Linked DNA regions of Mus musculus: regions 2 and 3 are each linked to region 1. The links are chromatin contacts, called in public Hi-C maps. All regions are on one chromosome and are shown on one strand. The core of a region is the stretch at or near the end of the contact, and the rest is flanking DNA. Distances in the headings are between cores, read along the strand shown.

Region 1 (4,137 bases), core at 737-3,236:
GAACAGCAAATCTGCAAGAGAAATGAGTGGGAGGGAAAGAAGAGAGGAGACCAAGGAGGATTCCTGTCAAAGTCTCCGTTTATTAGGCTGAAACGCCAGGTTATAAGCACACAGTGAGGGGAAATAGGGAGGGGCTTAGGGAGAATTAACAAAGAACAAAGAAGCAGGCATCTGGGGACATGAAGGCTGAATTCTGACTGCAGGCGGGAGGCACCCTGAGTCTTATCTCAGGAATGTAGATTCCTCCTTAACAGTCTGGGGTGTCAAGCTGGACTCAGCACATAACTCATGTCCTTGGAAGTCTTGGGAGTCAGGAAGAAATAAGGAAGAGGGGACTATAATTCAAATCTTTAGGGTCTTAGGTGTCAGGAAGGGAATAGGGAGGAGGAGGTGACAGGCTCCTAACACAAGGCCGTTTGGCTTATTAGGGTGGGAAACTGTGAAAGGCCTACTTTCTCCAACAGTGGAGAGTGAGTAAAGGAAGGCAGGAAGTGAAAGAAAGCTTCCTCTGTCCCCTTGCAGGAGTCAGCAGGGAGGCAGGGAGGCAGGAAGCCAGGTGGACACTATGGTAGAGGAGTGACTGACACCATCATTAGCTTCATGAGTTGTGCCTCCTAGCCATCCAACTATTTCTAATAACATTTTATTTTTCTCTTGATTTCCTTTCCCTTCATAAGAAAACTAAGCTCAGAGCCCAAGGTCTAATTTGGATATTTTATTATAAATAATATTCATACTATTTAAAATGGAAGTTTCTATACATATTGCTCTATTTATAAATGATTTATATTTGTGAGAAGTACATTTTTAGGTATAACCTTTAAAAACCTCATTGGAAAACAGATGCACTATTTTCTCTGACCACAAGAGGGCAATAGTGTCACGTGTAAAAAAATGCCTGTCTACCACTTTCTGAACAGATGGCACATTTGTTAGACTTCATTGGATGTATTTTTCCTTTATTGAAGCACAGGGGAATTTCACATTTTGCAGGTAGGATGGGCAAAGATAGTTAAAATTTTATACTGTATTTTTATCTCTTTGTTTATGCTGATAAAGGTAGCAAAGACAATTGATTTATCCTCCTTTGTTGCTGTTTTGAGGAATTTAGTGTGTGAACAAGCTTAGGTGAGTGCTCTCCATCACTACGACCCTGCAGAAGATGTTCTGTTGATTTTGCATTTAATTGGAAATGTCACATAGCTAATGTAAAACTCATCCTCAACCAAGCCCTCCAGTACCTCTCAGATCCTGTTGTTCCCAGGACGTCCTTGTGTTTTATCTGCCTCTGCACCTTTAAGTAGCTACAATCCAGCAAGCTTTCGGTGCGAATAATGTTGTGTGACCTTTCTTAACCCTATGATCATAGAAACTCTGAAGTGTCCCTTTCACAGATGGGCTGAATCCTGCTGGGTTCCTAATGTCCTTGCCTCCCTCTGGGTTCTTCAGCTCTTAACTCAAAGCTAATCAGCTCCCTCTTTCCAAGGTGTGATGAAGCAGAGCTTCCTGCACTGTAAAGGTAGACAGTTTTAGGATTCTTGCCTTGGGCATATGTGGTTTATCATGCTGTATTGGCCCGTGCAGGCTTTTCAAATTAGCTGTCAACACTTAAATGCAAACGGTTCTCATTAAAGACCCACATTTCTTGCATTTCTGGCAACATTGGACGATGTAGTAGTGCTAGCCTGAACAGTTGCTGTGAGTATCGGGGCAATCACCTTCTTTGTGGCTCTGTAGAGTCGCTACCCACACAGCCCCTCCCCTGCTTTGTTTCAGAAACAAAGAGAAATGCCTTGCTAATCAAATTTGAAGTTTTCGTCAAACGAAGAAAAATGGTAATTTAAACAGGGAGAGACTCATGGCTCAAGAAACTCAAGGCTAAGAGAAATAAACTGACCTCGCAAATTTCGAATTTCAGCACCTGGGAGAGCTCCATCTTTGGCCAGGGGGGCTTCAGGTTGGCTCTTGCACAAAGTGACTCACAAAGTTTCTCTCTCACCAGACCTAGGATGCATTCACTTTGTTGTCCCAGTGCCCTGCCTGGCAGGATGTGAGAGCACTCACTAGAAGGTCGGTCACGACCTAGTTTTTTTTTTTTTTTCTTATTTTTCCCGTTGCGAGTGGTGGCCCATGGAACCCCTAACAAGCATGTTGGAAAGTCACTGCCTGACTAGGCTGGGAAGAACGGGTTAGAAAAGAGCAACTGGAGTAGCAAGCTGAGGCTCCCGTGCTTCTGACAGGGATGCCTCTCCAAGACTGCTCTCCAGTTTCAGTGGCAGCTGAGCCAAGCACAGCCTACAGTGGCTAGAAGGGCAGACAGGAAATCCATTTCCTGCTGCGTGTTCATCGGCAAACCGCCCAAAGCAAACAGCTCGGGAAGTTTGCTTTAGTGGAGACAAACTTACAACTTTGCTCCTTCAAAGCCCTTGTTTACAAGTCAAAGCCAAGGTTCACTGGGGCTTTGTCAGCACCTTCGCTTCCACAGCCAGAGTCACTGGCCTTTTGTTACTGAAGACAGTTGCTACAGCTGCTGGCTTTAGGCTTTAGCTCCGGGGATGGAGATAGACTCCACTACAGGTTTAGCCAGGATGCTCACTGGGCCTGTGTTCATGAGGATTCCATGGGGCGAAATTGGGGAATTTAGGGAAAGTGGACAAACCACAAACACCCTAAGATCTTGTGCGTCTGGAGTGTTCTCTCATATCTTATTGTGGAGTAAGGAGACTGGAAATAGAAATTGAGCCCCACGGTCTGTAGAGACAGAAGGATTGTCTGGATTTGAGGTCAGCCTGAGGCACATAGTGAGAGCCTGTTATCAAAAAAAAAAAAAAAAAAAAAAAAAAAAAAAAAAAAAAAAACAAACCTAAGCAAAAGAATACATATGGAAATTGAGTGCACAGAGGTGCTTGAAGCAGGCCTTTCAATGAGTAGAATACATTTAAGACACTTTTCAAGAGATGCCACTGAATGTCACCGTACAGTGGCCAGTATTATACTTAGCAGAGTGGATCTGTTAGCCTGAAAGGAGAGACCTATAATAATTGCTAATATTTGTAATAAAAGGGAATGTGCCTTAAAGATGGAATTTTGTGGATTAAAAAAAAAAGCAACAGCACAAATGTTCTGCTGCTCTCGGTTTGGTAAACACTTTCCTGTGCAGGAAGTTAGGGAAAGGAGGTATACTTTGGGGAAACACAATAGAGAACCTGTACATGCCAGGAGTCACCACGGGATTGGGTAGGTGACTAGCTTCGTTGAAGGAGGACTTGAAATCAAGAGGTCAGGACCTATGCTTCTGGTGGAAGCCCCATCTGGTGTGGAGTCCTAGCTATTATGCTTTCTCTCAGTACAATGTTGAGTATGCTAAGTACTTCTTTAAAATTCAGTTTCTCCTCCTGCTAGAAATGGGATGAGGAGAGGGCCAGGTCCTTGGATCTAGTAACATTAATGATAGGGCTTACATTAAGACATATATGACCTGTTTGAAATGGATTTCAAAGCCCTGCAACCTTACTACCACTGAAAACACAAACCACATCACCACCTCATTCCGTTCGACCCTTCCCAAACTTTTATTTTGGTGCAGGCATAAGTTAGTAGTCTAGGTTGTTCCATCCTAGCTCCTTGAGATATGAGTCCTTTTTCAGAAAATGCTCTCCTCCCATTCAGGTTTTCCAGATCTAATTCTTTCAAACTGCATTGTTGACGTTTCTTGACTGCAATTCCACTAACCTTTGGCATTTCTTCAAACTTCATGTTCTTATGCTGACCACATCTTCTGTAATTCTCTTCATCGTTCTCTAAAATGTAACATGGTTCTCCCTCCCTGGTAATTGTATTCCTCTCAAACTATCCTTTCCAAGAAAGAACCTGTGGGGTTCAGCATTCAAATAAACCCAGGAAAAGGTTGCTTGCTTAAATTGAGTTTTATGCTAATGTACACCATCATTTTTCAAAGGGTATGACCTCATACAAGGATTGTCCAGTGTTTGGCCTCGACATTGCATATGTCAGTGCTCATGTACTTGTGTGGGTACACTTGCCTGTGTGGGCACACATAGAGGTCAGAGGTTAACACTGGAATGTCGTTTTGTGACCACTTCACCTTGTTTTTGAGATAGGGACTCTATCTCTTTT
Region 2 (4,137 bases), core at 815-3,314, 4.4 Mb after region 1:
GTGACAACCCTGAGCAGCACCGGAGGGAGCAGTTCTGAAGAGCAGTTTCACACGGGTAGGGCATTGGGGAGGTTGTCATTATTGCCTGCCAGGACCCATTGCTTTTTCATAGACATGAGCATCTAAGCTTTGTTAGGCTGGGGCCCTCCACTGCCCCTGAGAAGCTGGCAGTACCTGTCTCAGAACTCGGGGACCCTCCTCCACAGACCCAGCAGCAGCTGGCTCCAGGCAAGCTCCGGTAACCCAGCGGTATCGGGTTTTTTTTTTTTTTTTTGAAAAAATCATTTTAAAACAGCTAATTCCTTGGCTCCCTTCACCTGGTAATTACAAATCAGAAGCTATCGTTATCTTGAAGCAACCACGATTACTTCTCATTTCCTGACCTCTGTATGGTGAAAATATGTCATTATTTGAGGCAATAGAATCTGGTCTCTTCAAGTAAGTGACCTACATATAACAGATAAACTGCAGGAGAAAATTAGGTGTTACCTCGACGGAGAGAGTACAGTAAATGTCACTTACTCTTATTAGTATTTATCATCTGGGAAAGTTGCGACCGTTGGGCCTTGCACCTCATGGAAATGGAGAGCCAGAAAATGTGGCTTGAGGTGGAGAAGCCTGTGAGAGAAAAGCAGACACGGACTCTCCCAGGTACCTTGCCATCTTAATCTGCCACCATCAATCTAAGCTGCATTGTGTGAAGATGGGTTTTTAACCTTAATAGAATAGAGCCTGACTTTAAGTGGTGGTAGGCATGCAGAATTAATTGCTATGTGAACAATTTCCTAAGCATTGTTAATTGTGTTTCCTGTGGTTAATTGTTTCTCCCATCCCCACCTTCAAACTCAGAACTTTCCTGTCAACAGCCCTTTCTCTCCTGCGGAGCTACTACGAATGTGGCAGCAGGCATCAACCTGTGCCCATTGAAATGCCAGACAGACAGGGCACAGTTGTTGTTTGCGTGGGAAATATACAGGGGATGGATTCCTTATTTATTTACAAAGGAAGCGTTTCTTAGATGAGGGCCTGGAAAGAACAGAGGTGTTTCCCTCCCCCTTGGTAACAATACAACCAGGATCCATCAGGGAGAGATACGGACACTGAGTTTTCTAAAAATCACTCTAGGTATCTGCACAGGCTAAGTGACAAGACCAGAAGGCTGCCTGGAGGCAGAGGTGGCAGCGTACATGGAAACCAACCTCTGAATGCATGCCTGTCTCCTGAGAGCAAGTGCTTATGGGAATCTCATCTGTGTCTCATGCCGTACTTGGGGGAAACAGAATATGCTGTGTTTGTTTTGCTTTTTTCTGGAAAAGGCTCTACCACTATTACACATATGCACACACATTCATGCACACATATGCTCACACACACACCTTAAGCATTTTCACAGTGTGCTAAAAAAGATATGCATTCATCATGAATACAGGGAGAAATTATATATATTCAAACTTTGGCACAGTTAGATAGGCATGCTCTAAGTGGGCCGGAGAGATTGCAGATACCTCTGGCTGTGGTGGCATTTTAGGGTCGGTCAAATGGGAGCAGTGTAGCCTTATTTCTGAACTTGACTCACATTTTGAGTAGCTGGGTGAACCCAGCCTTTGCCAGTGCACCTGTCTAAAAGCATTCATGTCAGATGTGTGGCCAAGCAGGCGAGTGATGAGTGACCCCATCCTGAAAGATAAAGACCTATATGCAGCCTCCCTCCTCCACTTCCCACAAGGGGTGCTGCCCCTGAGGCTGGGAACTGCAACAAAGCAGAGACAGAAGCTCTTAGATTGCCACTTTCTATATTTTAGCTAATCCTGACGGCCTGGGGCAAGCCATTTTTGAACTGCAGTTTCCTTAAAAGGCAGTCGCTTGGAAAAAGGCACCTGGCCCTCCCCCTTGACATTTGCATTGCTGAATTATCTATTCATACTTTCATTACTTTGTCTCTCCTGCAGCAATGCATCTGCTCGGACTCAATTGGCAACTCCAGCCGGCAGATGGACACACCTTTAACAATGGCGTAAGGACCGGCTTACCAGGAAACGATGATGTGGCAACAGTGCCATCTGGAGGCAAAGGTGAGGTTACAGCTGCTGCTTGCCCTATTGAGGTCACAGGAAAAGTCAAGGCTCTTGATGGCTGCTACAGGTTTTTTAATCCAAGTCGTGGAAGGCATGTGAAAAGAAAAGAGAAGAAAGGAAAGGAAAGGAAAGGAAAGGAAAGGAAAGGAAAGGAAAGGAAAGGAAAGGAAAGGAAAGGAAAGGAAAGGAAAGGAAAGGAAAGGAAAGGAAAGGAAAGGAAAGGAAAGGAAAGGAAAGGAAAGGAAAGGAAAGGAGAAAGGGAAAGAGGAAAGGAAAGGAAAAGAGAAAGGGAAAGAGGAAAAGGAAGGGAAAGAAGAAAAAGAAAAAAAACGACTGCCTTTCATAGGTGCCCCTGTTTAAAAGCTGTTTGCTGTTCCTGTCTGTTAGCTGTGTTTGGCTGGAGTCACTTGGATCTGGCAGAGCGCCTGCTCCAAGCAGTGTGCATACCTATGCTATCTACAGCAACTGATTTGATGTAGCATGCCTGAAAGCATTCCGGGGCCTAAGCAGAAGCAGCAGCAGCAACAGCAGCAGCTGGAGCAGCGGCAGCAGCAGCAGCAGCAGCAGCAGCAGCAGCCAAAACCTGCCTGATCAGAAGGCAGGAAGCAGCTGGCAGTACAGGCCACTAGTCTGGGTCCTTCTCCCACAAGGATAGATACAACCTCCCTGGGGAGTAGTCTCGCCTGGCTCGCCTTGAAAGAGACAGAGCTGTTCTGCTTTGGGAAAGAATAGAAAGGACTTTTGACAACTTGGCAACAAAGCTTCCCTTTTTGGGCCGGGAGGAGGACAATAGGAGTGTTCATTGAGGCAATCAGGCGACTGTATTCGCGTAGGGGAGAAAAATAGGTGCTAACAAGGTGCTAAAAAAGCAGAGAGAAAAAAAACACAGAACCATGGGGAGGTGGGGACAGGAGCAATTAAAAGACAAGAGCAGCCAATGGCACAGCTAACAGGGCTGGCATTTGGTAATCTGGTGGCAGTTTGAGTGATTCGGATGGAAATCACATAAGCAAGGGATTGTATCAAAAGGGCTTCTCCAAACAGAATTTTTCAGTCCATTTCAGAGAGAAGGGTGGGGAGAACACCGCCGGAATATTTCAAAGAAAAAGAAAGGATAACTATCACATATCCAACATAACATAGTGTAACTTCAGCTCCAAGAGCAGGAATCTCATCTCTGAGAAATTCAGGCCCAGAATGTTCTAGAAACTGATCCAAATGAAACAGGATAGGCACAAACTTGAATTCGGGACTGTGTAATATGCATCTTCAGACAGGACGTGGGCTTTTCCTCTACCTGTGCTTTCTCCCGAGGAGACTCCAGAATTCCTCAGCCTTGGCTGTGTGTTACTTACCCTAATACGCTAATGGTCTCCCCGGGGCTGTCCTACACCTTTGGGTAGGACTCCTCGGCCTTTTCATTCAGTCTTTAAGAAACGCTCTTCCCATCCGTCATAATCTTAACGCTAAATCATCTTTAAGTAAGCATGAAAAAGTTTTATCTAAGGATGAAATGATACGCTTCCCATTATTATGTAGGTGAAACTAGATCTCAAAATAACTAACTGCCCACATTCTAACTGCCCACATTCTGCTTCAGCTGACCACAAAGCCCAGTGACAAATTTATTGCCCTCAGTTTTAAAATCTGTTCACCTCTAGTACTTGACCTCACTCCTTCCTTTTCTCCTTTACAACAATGGCTCTCATTTTTGCCCCTTGGGAGACATTTGGCAATGACTGAAAAGGGTTTGTTTTTGGGTTTTTTTTTCTTTTCTTTTTTTTTTTTTTTTTACTGTCACAATTGGAAGAGGTGCAACTAGTGGGTTAAGGCCAGGGGTGCTGTTAAATGACAGCCAGTACACTGGCTAGCTCCCTCCCTGTGGTGAAGAATTACCTCGGTTTGGAGGACCAACAGGATGGCTCTTAGAAGCCCTGCTTCATGGGGTCTCTGCTACATTTACCCGCTGCTGTTCTTTAGCCCACAAGTCAACAACCAAACAAACTTAGAATGCACATCTGAAAGTGAAGATGCAGATCATCCCATCATAGGATGTGGAGAT
Region 3 (4,137 bases), core at 964-3,463, 3.9 Mb after region 1:
AAAATTCTGTGGAGAGTTTGGAATTCAACCCTTTCAGAAAGCAGGAGCCTTACAGCTTCTCTTCCACTCTGAGTCCTCTGTCCTCTGGCCAGCAGCTTTCTGTTCAGCCACTGTGTGTTCTCCACTCCTTTTACCGCCTTAATAATCAGTAGAGTTACATCTGAGCGTATCCAAGATGGGGGTACTTCTTTATTTGGGTCCAAGCAAAACACATATCCTTCTATTGGCAGAGCATGAAAAGAGTTATGCTCTGGCATAACAAGATTAAGCAAGCCCACTTTGAATACCACATTGTGACTGGGGCAGGCAAAAGTGTCTTATTCTTTTTGCACCAATTCAAATTCTACATCTGGCTCACATAGGAATTCCAAACTACAAGATGCTGAGGGTCCTCGGGCAGACTCTTAGACTATGACGTGGTAGAAATTCAAAGAAGGACTATTGAGTTATCTCGTTATTGTTGTTTAGGTTTTGTTTTGTTTTTCCTGAATTGGTAAGTGTTCTAAGTCTGGTGCATGGATTTGACCTTCTGATCTTACAGAAACATGATTTTGAGGAGATGGTCCATCGAAAGGTTGGGCGTCTCCTCTTCCTGCGAGCTCACGACTGTGTTGGCTCAGGTTACCATGGAAAAACAGGCAGTTATCTCACCAATAACTAACTTCTACCAAATACTTGACCTTGGAATCAGCAATTTACATCCTTATAAAAGAGGTCACTGAGGGAATTTAACTGTGTAATCCTGGCCCCCGTGTGGCTAGAGGACAGTGGAAATAGAACAAAGCTCATGAGGCAGCCCTGGAAGTGATTTGAATGGGCAAATCATTTCTTTGCCACTTTGTTTTTTTTTTTTTTTTTTAAAAAATGGAGCCTCCTTTTAAAATAGTCGAGGAAGGTAGGAAGATGCAGTGTAAGTCCATGGCAAATAGTGCCTCAAAAACTCTGCCCCAGGACTCCAGAAAGCCACCAGTCATCACATTTGGAGGGAAACCAGGGAGAATTTAGGTGTGTGCGTTACAAAAAGCTTCTTCCCTAAGACCTTTCCTTCAAACACTATGTCTCCCTTTTATTGTGCCTTTCTTTCTAAAAAACTAAGGGAGAAAAATCACCTTTTAAACTTGAGCCAAGAAACACTATTTTTGCAAGTGCTAATATTTTAGGGTGGGTTCCTCTTTTTTTTTTTTTTTTTTAAGACAATTATCAAGACGAAGCATTTGTTTCTTCTTTTGTTTACCCGTGGCAGTTTGTCAGCAGTTATGGTAAGTAGACTTCCATCTGCCAGTAAAACTACATTGCAAATTGCCGTAGAAATTAGCAGCTTTCATTTTTGCCTACATAAATAAATATGCGAAATAAATTGCACACAAATGCATCCTTTAAAAAAAAAATCACAGGTACACACCGCACAGTTAAATGCCAATCAGACAAAACCAGAGACACACTGCGATTATCTCAGTTTTCAAACCTGGAAGATACACGGATGTGTTTCTAAATGAGAGAGGCCGCGGATCATGCTCGCTGAGATAAAAACAGAAGCTGCCAGACACCGCACTGTGGCTTTATTCTCAGAGTCCCCTGCCTGAAACCCCGCTCTATCTTTTCTCCGTGTGTGTATGTGCTCTCTCTCTCTCTCTCTCTCTCTCTCTCTCTCTCTCTCTCTCTCTCTCTCTCTCTCTCTCTCTCTCTCTCCTGTCTCTCCCTCTGCTCTCCCTCTCTCTCCCTCCCTCTCCCTCCATCTCTCCCTCTCCTCGCTGTCTTCCCTTGCTCATTGTTCTCTCTCCCCCTGCCTTTGATGCACATACGTTGTCACATTCCATCGACTCCTCTCTTCTCTGTTCTTACACTCAAGCCTGGCGGTGCTTTCGCCAGGCAGCAAGCAGCAGCGTCTCCTGCGAGTTTTAGTCATGTGTGCAGCTCAGCTTGATCGAGCGTTCCTTTTCTGCCTTTTCACTCTTACAAAAGATTAAAAGGTGGCGTCACATTGCTCCCCTGTTCCTTCCTGCAGGAGGGACTTAAAAGGGACAACAAAAACTAATCACTCTCAATAAGTATTTTTCTTGCTGGCAAAAAAATAAATAATAATAAAGAAAGGAAAGGAAAGAAAAAAGAAAAAAATAAATAGAAAGGAAAGAAGGCAGAGAAGGGGAAAGGCGAGGGGGTGGACTTAGCGGTGGTGTAATTTGAGCCCGTGGTGAGGATTGGAGCGAGCTAGCGATGCTGCACACTGCTAACAAGGGAAGGAAGCCTTCAGCTGAGGCAGGTAAGAGCGCCGAGCCGATCGGAGGGTTTGACCGAGTGGCTTAGTTAAATTTCTGTTTTCACCGGTTTTATAATTGAGAAAGGCATCTGCAGCAGAAGCCGATTTTTCAGTCGGCTTCCTTTTGTTTAACATAGAAAGTACCTGTATTAATTTTGATGAATTAGAGCATGCAGCAAATTCAATTGAAAATAGATTTGTATAGTAAATGCATTTATATGGAATGATTTTTTTCCTCCCTTTTATTTAAGGGGAGAGATGAGAAATATGATTTTGATCAGAATAGCACTTTGCATTACGTTAAATTCTAAACAGCTAAGGGAAGGGGGAAACATAATTCAATTGATACTGTTTTTGAACTCCAGGACTTAAGCCCTGGGAAGACAGATGGTATTTGAAATTTTTTCCTCTTTCTGAACTTCTGATGCGTTATAATAATTTCTCACCGGAGGTATCGGCAAAGGGCAGAGTTTATTTAAGTCTGGCTGCTTGGGTGTGTTTGGCTTGGCTCTTGTGGGTGAGGCGCATCTCGAATCTCCTGAACCTGAGGCAGGTTGACGGTTTCTAAATGGAGACTAAGTGTTGTCCCAAATGAAATATGAACTTAAAACATCAGGTGAGGGCACGCCTTAGAGAGGCATCCAGTAAATAATTAGGAGAACCGAGTTATGACAGTTTGGAGGGGGAGTTAACTCTGGAAGTGCTGTTGGATAAAGCTTTCTGGATTCGAGACCCCCTTAATGGCAGAGGGGGCTAATTAGAGACTCAAGTGGGAACTTTGATTTAAGCCCCCAAATCTAGGATACCTGTAGTGCTCTTCTAGAGGTAGCTTTAGGTGGACATTCCTTTTGTGCGCTATGAATGGGAACTCTGGATTGTATCTGGTGGCATTTCTCCTTTGACAAGCTCGGGGATGACGCTTTAAAGGGCTCGTATCTATTTTCACGGTGAACAAACAGAGACTATGCTCTATCCTTGAATCATCTCTCAGCACAGGGTGTTTGTGGCCGCAGATGTTGTTTTTAAAGTTTGGGCTATTTGCTGTTAATCTCACTTTTGGTGGATTTTGTTTTCATTGCCTCTGCTGTTAAAAAAAAAAAAAAAATGAAATTGTGACCGGCATGAATGAACTGATATTTGAGAATGGAGAAATATAATACAAATAAGCCAACTTTTGAAATTAAGCGTGACCAGAAATCTGAGTCCTATCCAGGTTTTTGACAAGCGTTACCCGACGTATTTAAGTTGGTTTTTAAATTACCTTGGTGGGCATAGGGGAAGTTCCTTACAAGTGTGCTGTTTGATTAAAGAGAATGCTTCCTGGGAAGGGAATATGGAAAGGTGATGGCCGTGCCTCTAGGCTTGGCCCTAGGAAAAACTGCCCTTCTATGGCTCTGTGGAGTTCAGTGAGCACAGAAAGATAGTATTTCACACATTTGTGTCGTGATAGAATGTTTTCTTGCTTAGTTTCCAAACTGGACTGGCTGTTTAACACCTCTATCTGGAGTATCTTGTGTTGCCAGACCCACCTAATGGCATCTTGTACATGCAGCTCATGGATTCAGCCTTGAGAGGGCATGGGGACAGGCTCGGTACTGGGCAAGGAGGAACAAGTGGAAAGTGGCTCTGGTCAGACAACGTCTGGACAACATCCAGAGTTTATCCCGGGTAGGAGTTTCCTGGGAAGGTCCCGGTACAGGTGCAGGCAAACGGAATTATTTTCTGTGGATTGAAGAGAGAGAGAGAGAGATGGGATCCAGGAAAAGCCATACAGCCATGGGATGCTGGGTAGATGTGTTGGTAGACACTGGCAAATTTAAAAAATAGCCTCACAGGTAGTTTTCCTCCTCTTCAACTTAAGAAACTTGACAGAATCATAA

The links. A called contact is a pair of places that touch in the nucleus more often than the background predicts.
Region 2: a contact with region 1 is called in a Hi-C map of stem cell-derived motor neurons, with 7 times the contacts expected there. The contact joins two enhancer-like sites. A contact is called at or near these places in 9 of 484 Hi-C or Micro-C datasets (the N1E-115 cell line, adipose-derived mesenchymal stem cells, cerebellar granule neurons and 6 more).
Region 3: a contact with region 1 is called in a Hi-C map of cerebellum, with 2.6 times the contacts expected there. The contact joins two enhancer-like sites. A contact is called at or near these places in 3 of 484 Hi-C or Micro-C datasets (cerebellum, cerebral cortex and cortical neurons).

What each region holds. Positions count from the first base shown.
Region 1 is chr11:40,598,475-40,602,611 of GRCm38.p6, reverse strand. No RefSeq gene overlaps it. Among named protein-coding and RNA genes, the nearest start is that of Gm34281, 33 kb to the right of the region's middle. Within about 2 kb of position 1,986, at least 36 of the 459 cell types and tissues checked have an H3K27ac peak or open chromatin away from gene starts, as enhancers often do. A contact at or near this core is called in cerebellum, cortical neurons and stem cell-derived motor neurons, where this site is marked.
Region 2 is chr11:36,219,343-36,223,479 of GRCm38.p6, reverse strand. It overlaps Tenm2 (teneurin transmembrane protein 2), which reads left to right. Exons shown (of 29, transcript NM_011856.4): 6 at 1,950-2,072. Among named protein-coding and RNA genes, the nearest start is that of Gm46251, 57 kb to the right of the region's middle. Within about 2 kb of position 2,064, at least 46 of the 459 cell types and tissues checked have an H3K27ac peak or open chromatin away from gene starts, as enhancers often do. A contact at or near this core is called in cerebellum and stem cell-derived motor neurons, where this site is marked.
Region 3 is chr11:36,675,592-36,679,728 of GRCm38.p6, reverse strand. All of the region lies in intron 2 of Tenm2 (teneurin transmembrane protein 2), which reads left to right. Among named protein-coding and RNA genes, the nearest start is that of Gm51889, 20 kb to the left of the region's middle. Within about 2 kb of position 2,213, at least 114 of the 459 cell types and tissues checked have an H3K27ac peak or open chromatin away from gene starts, as enhancers often do. A contact at or near this core is called in cerebellum and cortical neurons, where this site is marked.